2 separate regions of the Muntiacus reevesi genome follow, and region 1 is linked to region 2. Evidence: chromatin contacts called from public Hi-C data. All regions are on one chromosome and are shown on one strand. The core of a region is the stretch at or near the end of the contact, and the rest is flanking DNA. Distances in the headings are between cores, read along the strand shown. Region 1 holds the start of NPL (N-acetylneuraminate pyruvate lyase). Region 2 holds the start of RNASEL (ribonuclease L).

Evidence for each region. A called contact is a pair of places that touch in the nucleus more often than the background predicts.
Region 1: a Hi-C map of blood shows a contact between it and region 2, with 2.3 times the contacts expected there. The contact joins the promoter of NPL here to the promoter of RNASEL in region 2. A contact is called at or near these places in 2 of 3 Hi-C or Micro-C datasets (blood and muscle).

The regions. Positions count from the first base shown.
Region 1 is chr5:109,168,186-109,172,547 of mMunRee1.1, forward strand. It overlaps NPL (N-acetylneuraminate pyruvate lyase), which reads left to right and starts at 2,543. Exons shown (of 12, transcript XM_065936170.1): 1 at 2,543-3,063. The coding sequence starts at 2,771.
Region 2 is chr5:108,972,929-108,977,000 of mMunRee1.1, forward strand. It overlaps RNASEL (ribonuclease L), which reads right to left and starts at 1,438. Exons shown (of 8, transcript XM_065936167.1): 1 at 1,324-1,438.

The sequences.
Region 1 (4,362 bases), core at 1,293-3,792, 200 kb after region 2:
TCCTTCTCCTTCCAGAGGTATCAGAGCTCCATGACAACCTAAAGGCTCTCCCTGCCTTCCCTTGCTATCTCTCTCTGAAAATCTGCACATCAAATTCCACGTTAGCATCTGCTTCTTAGCAAACCCTAACACATTATAATAAGGAATTGCCAGGTGGCCCTAGTGGTAAAGAACCCATCTGCCAATGCAGGAGACCTAAGAGATGTGGGTTCGATCCCTGGGTTGAGAGGATCCCCTGGAGGAGGGCACAGCAACCCGCTCCAGTATTCTTGCCTGGGAAATCCCATGGACAGAGGAGCCTGGCAGGCTGCAGTCTACAGGGTCACACAGAGTCAGACACAAGTGGGGTGACTTAGCACATAAGTGACTTAGCATGCGTGCACCAAATTTATATAAACATTTATATATTTATATAAATAAACATATGCTAAGTCACCCCAGTTGTGTCCGACTCTCTGTGACCCTATGGATTGTAGCCCTCCAGGCTCTTTTGTCCATGGTATTCCCCAGGCAAGAATACTGGATTGAGTTGCCATTTTCTTCTCCAATAAATATAGCTATCTGTAAAATAGTCATATCAAATAGATTCAGAATATTGGCTTATTGGCTGGCAATATTACTCCTACTGATTTACATCTTTTGGGTACTTAATTTTTCATATATTAAAGTGTGACTTTGAGGGCTTCCTTGGTGGCTCAGTGGTGAAGAATCTGCCTTCCAACGCAGGAGACATGGATTTGATGCCTGGACTGGGAAGATCCCACATGTGAGGAACAACCAAGCCCGAGAGCCACAACTACTGAGCCTGTGCTCTAGAGCCTAGGAGCTATAACTACTGAAGCCCGTACACCTAAAGCCCACGCTCCGCAACAAGAGAAACCACCGCAATGAGCAGCCCACTCACCACTAGAGTTGTGCCACTAGAGAAAAGCCCAAGCAGCAACGAAGACCCAGACAGCCAAAAATAAAAAGAAATAAAATTTTTAAAAATTTCTTCAAGTGTGACCTTGAAAAAAAATACTAACGTTGTCCCACTGGGATATAATATTCTTTTTAACATAATGAATCAAACAGATGTAACTAGGACTCTTCCTTCCTTCCTTTTTTGCAGGATAACACAGACTTGCAGTTAGTAGATCAGCTCCCACATGACTTGAGATCAAATCGCAACTCAACTGCTCACTGGTTCTATGTGTGTTAGTCACTCAGTCGTGTCTGACTCTGTGCGACCCCACAGACTGTAGCCCGCCAGGCTTCTCTGTCCACGGAATTTTCCAGGAAAGAATACTGGAGTGGGTTGCCATTCCCTTCTCCAGAGGAACTTCCCAACCCAGGGACTGAACCCTGGTCTCCGGCCTCACAGGCAGCTTCTTTACCACTTGAGCTACAGGGAAGTCTATAGCCTTTGGCTGGTTGTATAGCCTTTGGCAAATCACTTAAGCTTTTTAAACTCTTGTTCCTGATCTATAAAATGGGAGGATGCATCCTCATCTGTAAAGTATGACTTTTTAAAAAATGGTACCCATCATATAGGATTGTTTTATGAATTCATTAATGAATTAATTTCTGGTGCAACGTGCAATGAAAGACCCATCCTAATGATTTAAAAGCATTTTGCAAACTAGAGAGCACTTCAGGAAATTCATTTTTTCTAAATGAAATAAGCATTGCCTGTTGTCGTTTATGGAAAACTGAGGTTAATTCACATCAGCAAGAGAAAGCTGAGGGATTTGTTTATGGTTGTGTTTCTGATTTATTAACACAGCACTTGATATTAGAAAATAAACTCTTGACATGTCTACAAGTGGAGATATTTTGGTTAAAAATACTTTTTCCTTTCAAAATTCTTTCAATTGTTCTCCAGAATAAGCCAGAAAAGCTGTTGCATTAGTAACAAATCCGCTTTTAATATCCGTTCATCTCTTTTTTAAAACTGGAATATAGTGATTCACAACATTGCATTAGTTTCAGTGAATCAGTTATACCTGTACATATATCATTTTTTTTTTTAAGATCCCTTTCCCATTTAGGTCATTACAGAGAACCGAATAGAGCTCCCTGTATTATACAGTAGCTCCTTATTAGTTATTTACTTTATATATAGTAGTATGTGTCAATCCCAATCTCCCATTTTACCACTCCCCCCTGTCCCTGCTGGTAACCGGCAAGTTTGTGTTCTATACCTGACTCTATCTCTGTTTCATAAATTAGTTCATTTTACCATTTTTTCTAGATTCCACTTATACACAACGCTTTAGCCTGGTGGCTTAGAGGTTAAAGCGTCTGCCTGCAATTCGGGAGACCTGGGTTTGATCCCTGGGTTGGGAAGATCCCCTGGAGAAGGAAATGGCACCCCAATCCAGTGTTCTTGCCTGGAGAATCCCATGGAGGGAGGAGTCTGGTAGGCTACAGGAGGGCAAAGAGTCGGACACGACCTCACTTTCTTCATACGCAACATCATATGACATTTGTGTTTCTGACTCACATCACTCAGTATGACAACAATCTCTAGGTGTAAGTCTTTCTAACAGGAGAACCCGCGGGGTTGGGGCAGCAGCAGGAGCTGGAAGAGCACGGAATCCCCAAGGGGCAGGCGGTGTTCTCAGCTTCTAGAAACAGCAGTCGGAATTTCCAAATCCAGAACCACAAAATACCCGTTGTGGCAAGGCCTCGGGCAGAAGGCAGGTTAACACGGAAAGGAGCCCAGGAGGGGAAGGACTGGCCCAGCAGAAGAAAAAGAAAAGATAGGTGTGGCTGCAGCTGAGGGGAGATGCGGGATGAGCGAGCGCGTGTTCGGAGAACCCAGGTGCAAGTTCCGATGCTCACAAGTGCGGTGGAGCCGGAGCTGCGCGCCCGTGGGCAGCCAGGCCCCGGCGTTGGCGGGGACACCCGGGGAAGAGGGAACTCCACCTGTGCGCCCGGCCTTGGGCTACGGGCGGCGCCGGCGGAACTGCAGCTCCCGGGCCGGGCGGGGCGGGCACGTGGTGCGCGGCCGCCGCGACAAAGAACGCGCCTGGGAGCCGGAGCGCAGCGCAGCGGCGCAGGCAGACTCGCGGCGGCTGGGTGAGCGCGCCCGGGCGGCGTGGACGGACGGACAGACGGACGGACGCATGGAGACCGACAGACAGGGAATGAGCGCAGAGGGGTGTGGGGGAGCGGACTCGGGGGTGGGGGAGACCGTGACGGCCGGACGCAAAGGTCAAGGCCGAGGAGCTGGGAAATGGAGCCTGGGGAAGTGTGAGCGCTACACCCTCCCGGCTCGGGGCTAGTGTCCGGACAGACGGACGGACAGACGGGAAGAGGACCCACTCCGCTAGGTTCTGTCCAGACCGCAGAGCCGGGCTTCAAGGATCTTTTTTTCAAAATGATCAAAGTCAGCCACTGGGGAGAAGAGAGTTTAGGGATTAAGTGTGATATAGCCCCTTCATTTGATGGGAAGCTGTGTTTCTGCATTTTTGTTTGTGTGATAGTTCTCTATTTCTGTTTGTGTCTTTCCAAGTATTTCTATCTTTCGAGTGATTCTCCACGCCTAGAACTGCATCCTCCTCGTCCTCCCCCAGCGATTTTTTTTCAACTTTGCCCTTTTAGGAGAGCTTGACTTAGGCAGCTTGAATTCTTTGCACTAAGGATTCTTCTTGTCGGTGGATAGAGGTGTTAACATTTCGAGAGTAATAGGCCCTCCCCAAGTGAGGCCTGTTATTAACTAATGACATTCTAAATACTCCAATTTACAAAATATGGATCATTCTCAGTTACCATGGTTGTGATTTTTTTTTTTTAACCTCCATCTCTTCCTGAAGCAGTTTCACAGTTTACAAAACCAGCAAACTTTGCTCATTTATTTTCCCTGTGACTCAGCTGGTGAAGAATCCACCTGCAATGCTGGAGACCTGGGTTTGATCCCTGGGTTGGGAAGGTCCCCTGGAGAAGGGAAAGGCTACCCACTCCAGTATTCTGGCCTGGAGAATTTCATGGGCTGTATAGTCCATGAGGTAGCAAAGAGTCAGACAGACTGAGCGACTTTCACTTCACTTCCTGAATCATTTTCACGGTCTCCAAAGTCAGCAAATTGCTCATTTATTTAGTGTATTGTTCCGCACAAAGATAAATTTTTGAACCGTTCTTGCCCCCGATGGCTTACACTGGAAAAGAAGAGCCAGAACTACCTATCTCTGATGTAGTTTTTAGTGAAAAGCAAATGTTTGCGGGAATTCTAAAGAGTAAGAAATTATTTATATTTAGGGGATCAGAGAATGTCCTCTCATATTTAAGGTGAGTTCCAAAAGTTGGTTATACTGAAGGGGTTGAAATGGGAGATACTGCCATTCTGGGTGGTAGAACAGGCGAGCCAGGACAAGGTAG
Region 2 (4,072 bases), core at 188-2,687:
CTTTATTTTTATTATTATTACATCAGCTCCAACTCAAGTCATCTGGCATTAGATCCCAGAGGCTGGGGACTCCTGGAGTAGGGGAAACAACTTGAACTCCCACCTCTGCAAGATCTAAGTTTGGCCCCTCGTTGTGTAACTCTAGACTCTTCCTAATTGTGTAACCTTAGATTATTGAGTCTGAATTTTCTGTTCCCTCAAATGGGGACAACAATAAATACAGCCCCCCATATAAAGTGCACTGAAGGAAGGAGGGGGGGGAAATATTAGGCCTTCAGTAAACGGTAGAGCTAATTACATCACTTTATGAAAAGAAAAAAAAAACCTTAACACATCCCATTCTTCCCACCCAGTGCTTTACATGCTACACAAATAGGGAACCTAGGAGATGTCAATTTAGTCCAACTGCCCTCCATCAGATCTGAGCCATTTAGATGCAATTCAGAGGGCAGAGGGCAGCAAACTTACCTGAATGTTTATAACTGCTTCTGCTACAAAAATCACAAAGCAACTATTTTTCAGCAGTCCCACCTGCCTGACAATCTCAAAGCCTCTACCCTCAGAGAGCTAACCAAATGTGCAGCGAAAGCACAGTCACCCAGCAGTGAACTCTTTGGATCAAATGTTTATGTAAACAACTTTAGTGACAATGAGTGTGAGGTGGGCTGGAAAAGATCAAGGAGAGAAAGAAGCTCAAAGAAACCTGGAGGATTCAGGGTTTCTTCAAACTTCTTTTCCTCTCTGCCTCCTTATTTATTCCAGGCACTTCCTCCAGCTGCTAGCTTCGAAGTAATACAATCATTTAAGAACACCACACCTTGGACTAACTTATGAGGAAATGCAAAAAAAAAAAAAAAAAAGATAGTAGTAAGACTCCACGGCCTGTAGCCCACCAGGCTTCTCTGTCCGTGGAACTTTCCAGGCAAGAGTACTGGGTTGCCATTTCCTGCTCCAGGGAATAATAATAACAACAATAATAAAAGAAACCCGAGTAAAACATCAGAGTGGAAAATAAAAAGAGCTCAACAAAAGCCCTGCAAAAGGAGAGGCTTGCTTTCAGTTTCATTTTCCCCACAGGACCAGAGGAGCCTGATAAACAGAGATGCCTTGAAGAAATAATGTGTGGATTATGACAGAACCCTGGAAATCTCAGAAGGACTCAGGAGCAAAGGATCCCCTGGGACTGGCCGGCTGGCTCCGTGTGCTCCTTCCTCTCCCCAGGTTCCACACCCACTTCACCTCCAGTCCCCCAAAGCCCGAGGAATCCTTCAAAGAAAACACCTTCTCAGGCTTTCCCAGCTCTCCTCCCTCTGCGTGTCCTACCTTCTAAACGCAGATGCCTTCTCCTCAGTCATTCCTCTGGCGGCATCTAACCTAGCAAGAAAGCAGGCCCTCCTGGGGACCGAGCCCGCGGGGCGGAACCCGGAGAGTGGCAGGAAGAGGCGGGAACGTTGGCCACGCCCACACTCGACCGCGAAGGCCTGAGCTGGCCACGCCCACACTGGGCAGCGGTGGCCTGAGCTAGTAGCATCTTTGGGCTTCCCCAGGGGCTCAAACAGTAAAGAATCCGCCTGCAATGCAGGAGCCCTGGGTTCGATCGCTGGGTCGGGAAGATCCCCTGGAGGAAGAAATGGCCACTCACCCCAGTATCCTTGCCTGGAGAATCCCATGGACCAAGGAGCCCGGGGCCGGGAGGGGGCAGGGAGGCCGCCTGCATCCTGCCCCCAGGCCTGCGGCAGTTCAGGTCACAGCATCCAGTTCCATCCCGACCACGTTGTTCCAAATCCCTTATCTTCTCAAGGGAAATGAACGGTAAATACACATTTATTGAGCACTGACTGGGTGCCCGGCAGTTTGTTCATTGCTTCACAAGAGATATGCACCCAGTCAACCCTTAACAATCCTGCTGATGATGAAACCGAGGCTCAGGAAAGCTAGGTGAGCGCAAAGCCCAAGCTCCCTCACCCGCCTGGGCACTCTGGAAACGGCACCAGGCTGGCAGTCCAGAGCTGTGGCTGTTCTGCTGGGTGACCTCAGGCAGGTGGTTAAATGATGTTGGGATACAGTGATTAATCACACAAATGCCTCGTGGGGGTCTTCCTGGAGCTTGCATCTTAGTAGGGAGAAATAGACCATTAATCATCGAGAAATGCAATATGTAACATGATTTTAGGTCATGATATCATGACCCTGACCATCCCAGTTCCTTATGGGCATCATCACTACTACCATCCAGTCCCCCATCACATCATACTGCTTCCCACCTCCTTGTCTCTGCACACGCTGCTTTTGCTATCTGAACTAATAATAATGATGGTAGTAGCAAGCATTTATGTAGCTCTTTAGTATGCTGTAGGAACTATTCTGAGCCAATAAAAAATACACATTTTTGTTGTTGTTCAGTCACTTAAGTCCTGAGATAGATGCTATTTTGACCCCATTGTACAGATGGAGAAAACGAGGCACAAAGTGATTAAGTGAATTCAGTTCTTCTAGAGATTTGAGCTACCTCAACGAACAGCATAGAGAAAGATGCCTACCCTCACTCTTGTGGGAGAAGCCAGAAAATAAACAAAATAAGTAAATTATAAATAAAACGCTTTATGGGGAAATCCTACAGAGAATAATAAGTAGAATGAGGAAGGTTGAAAACAGCAGAATAGGGAGTATGAGTCAAGAGAGATATTTTCTAAATAATGAAAACTGAAACTCCATTATCTAGCACCTAACTACATTACATTCCTTACCCTTAGGATCATTCCTCAATTATTTAAGTTTTAAATCTTTCTTCTCCTCAGAAAGCAATTTGAACAGCTGAGCCAATTTAAAAGGTTCGGTAACAGTGAATTACCTTGTGATCAGCACTTAATATGCCCTGAACACCTTGTTCTTGTTACCTAAGAGCGTCCATTAAAATTTTTTTTCTAGTTTTATTTTACTTTTTTATTTTGATTTTTTTGGTCCATGCCACGTGGCCCAGGAATCAAACCCAGGCCCCGGCAGTGAAAGCGCCAAGTCCTACCTGCCAGGGAATTCCCTCTAGTTTTACTGAGAAATAGCTGACATAAGTCATTCTGGAAATTAAAGTCATATAGCACGATGTATTGGTTCACATATACTATGAAGTAATTATCACAATAGGTTTAGTTAACACCCATTATCCCATATAGCTACAATAAAAGAAAAGAAGGGGAATTAGTAGCTCATATGACAGTTCCATTTTTAATTTTCTGAAGAGGCTCCATACTGTTTTCTGTCTTGAGAAATTTACAATTTACAATCTCATGAACTGAGACCAAGGGTTCCCTTTTCTCCACATCCACACCAAGAGCTTCACTTTTTAAAGTTAAGTTCAGCCCTGTTGATGAAAGAATTCTTACTGTAACCCCTGTACCTACTGAGCTATCTTAACAATTATGCTAATAATTTTCAATTCAATTAATGTTTCACAACATTATTAAACTGCATTAATAAACAAAAACTAAAGGTTATATCTCTTGGATATAATTCCAAAGGAAAGAGTCAAACTTAAATAAGAGGAAAATTAGGCAGTCCCTTAGAAGAAATGAAGTAGCCTTCATCATCAACAAAAGAGTCTGAAATGCAGTACTTAGGCACAGTCTCAAAAATGACAGTATGATTTTCATTCATTTCCAAGGCAAACCATTCAATATAACAGTCGTCCAAGTTTTTGCCCCAACCACTGATGCTGAAGAAGCTGAAGTTGACCAGTTTTATGAAGACCTATGACACCTTCTAGAACTAACATTTTAAAAAAAAGATGTCCTTTTCATCATGCTGCTGGTGCTAAGTCGCTTCAATCGTGTCCGACTCTGTGCGACCCCATAGACAGCAACCCACCAGGCTCTCCTGTCCCTGGGATTCTCCAGGGAAGAACACTGGAGTGGGTTGCCATTTCCTTCTCCAATGCATGAAAGTGAAAGAAAGTGAAGTTGCTCAGTCGTGTCTGACTTTTAGTGACCCCATGGACTGCAGCCTACCAGGCTCCTCCGTCCATGGGATTTTTCCAGGCAAGAGTACTGGAGTGGGTTGCCATTGCCTTCTCCACCTT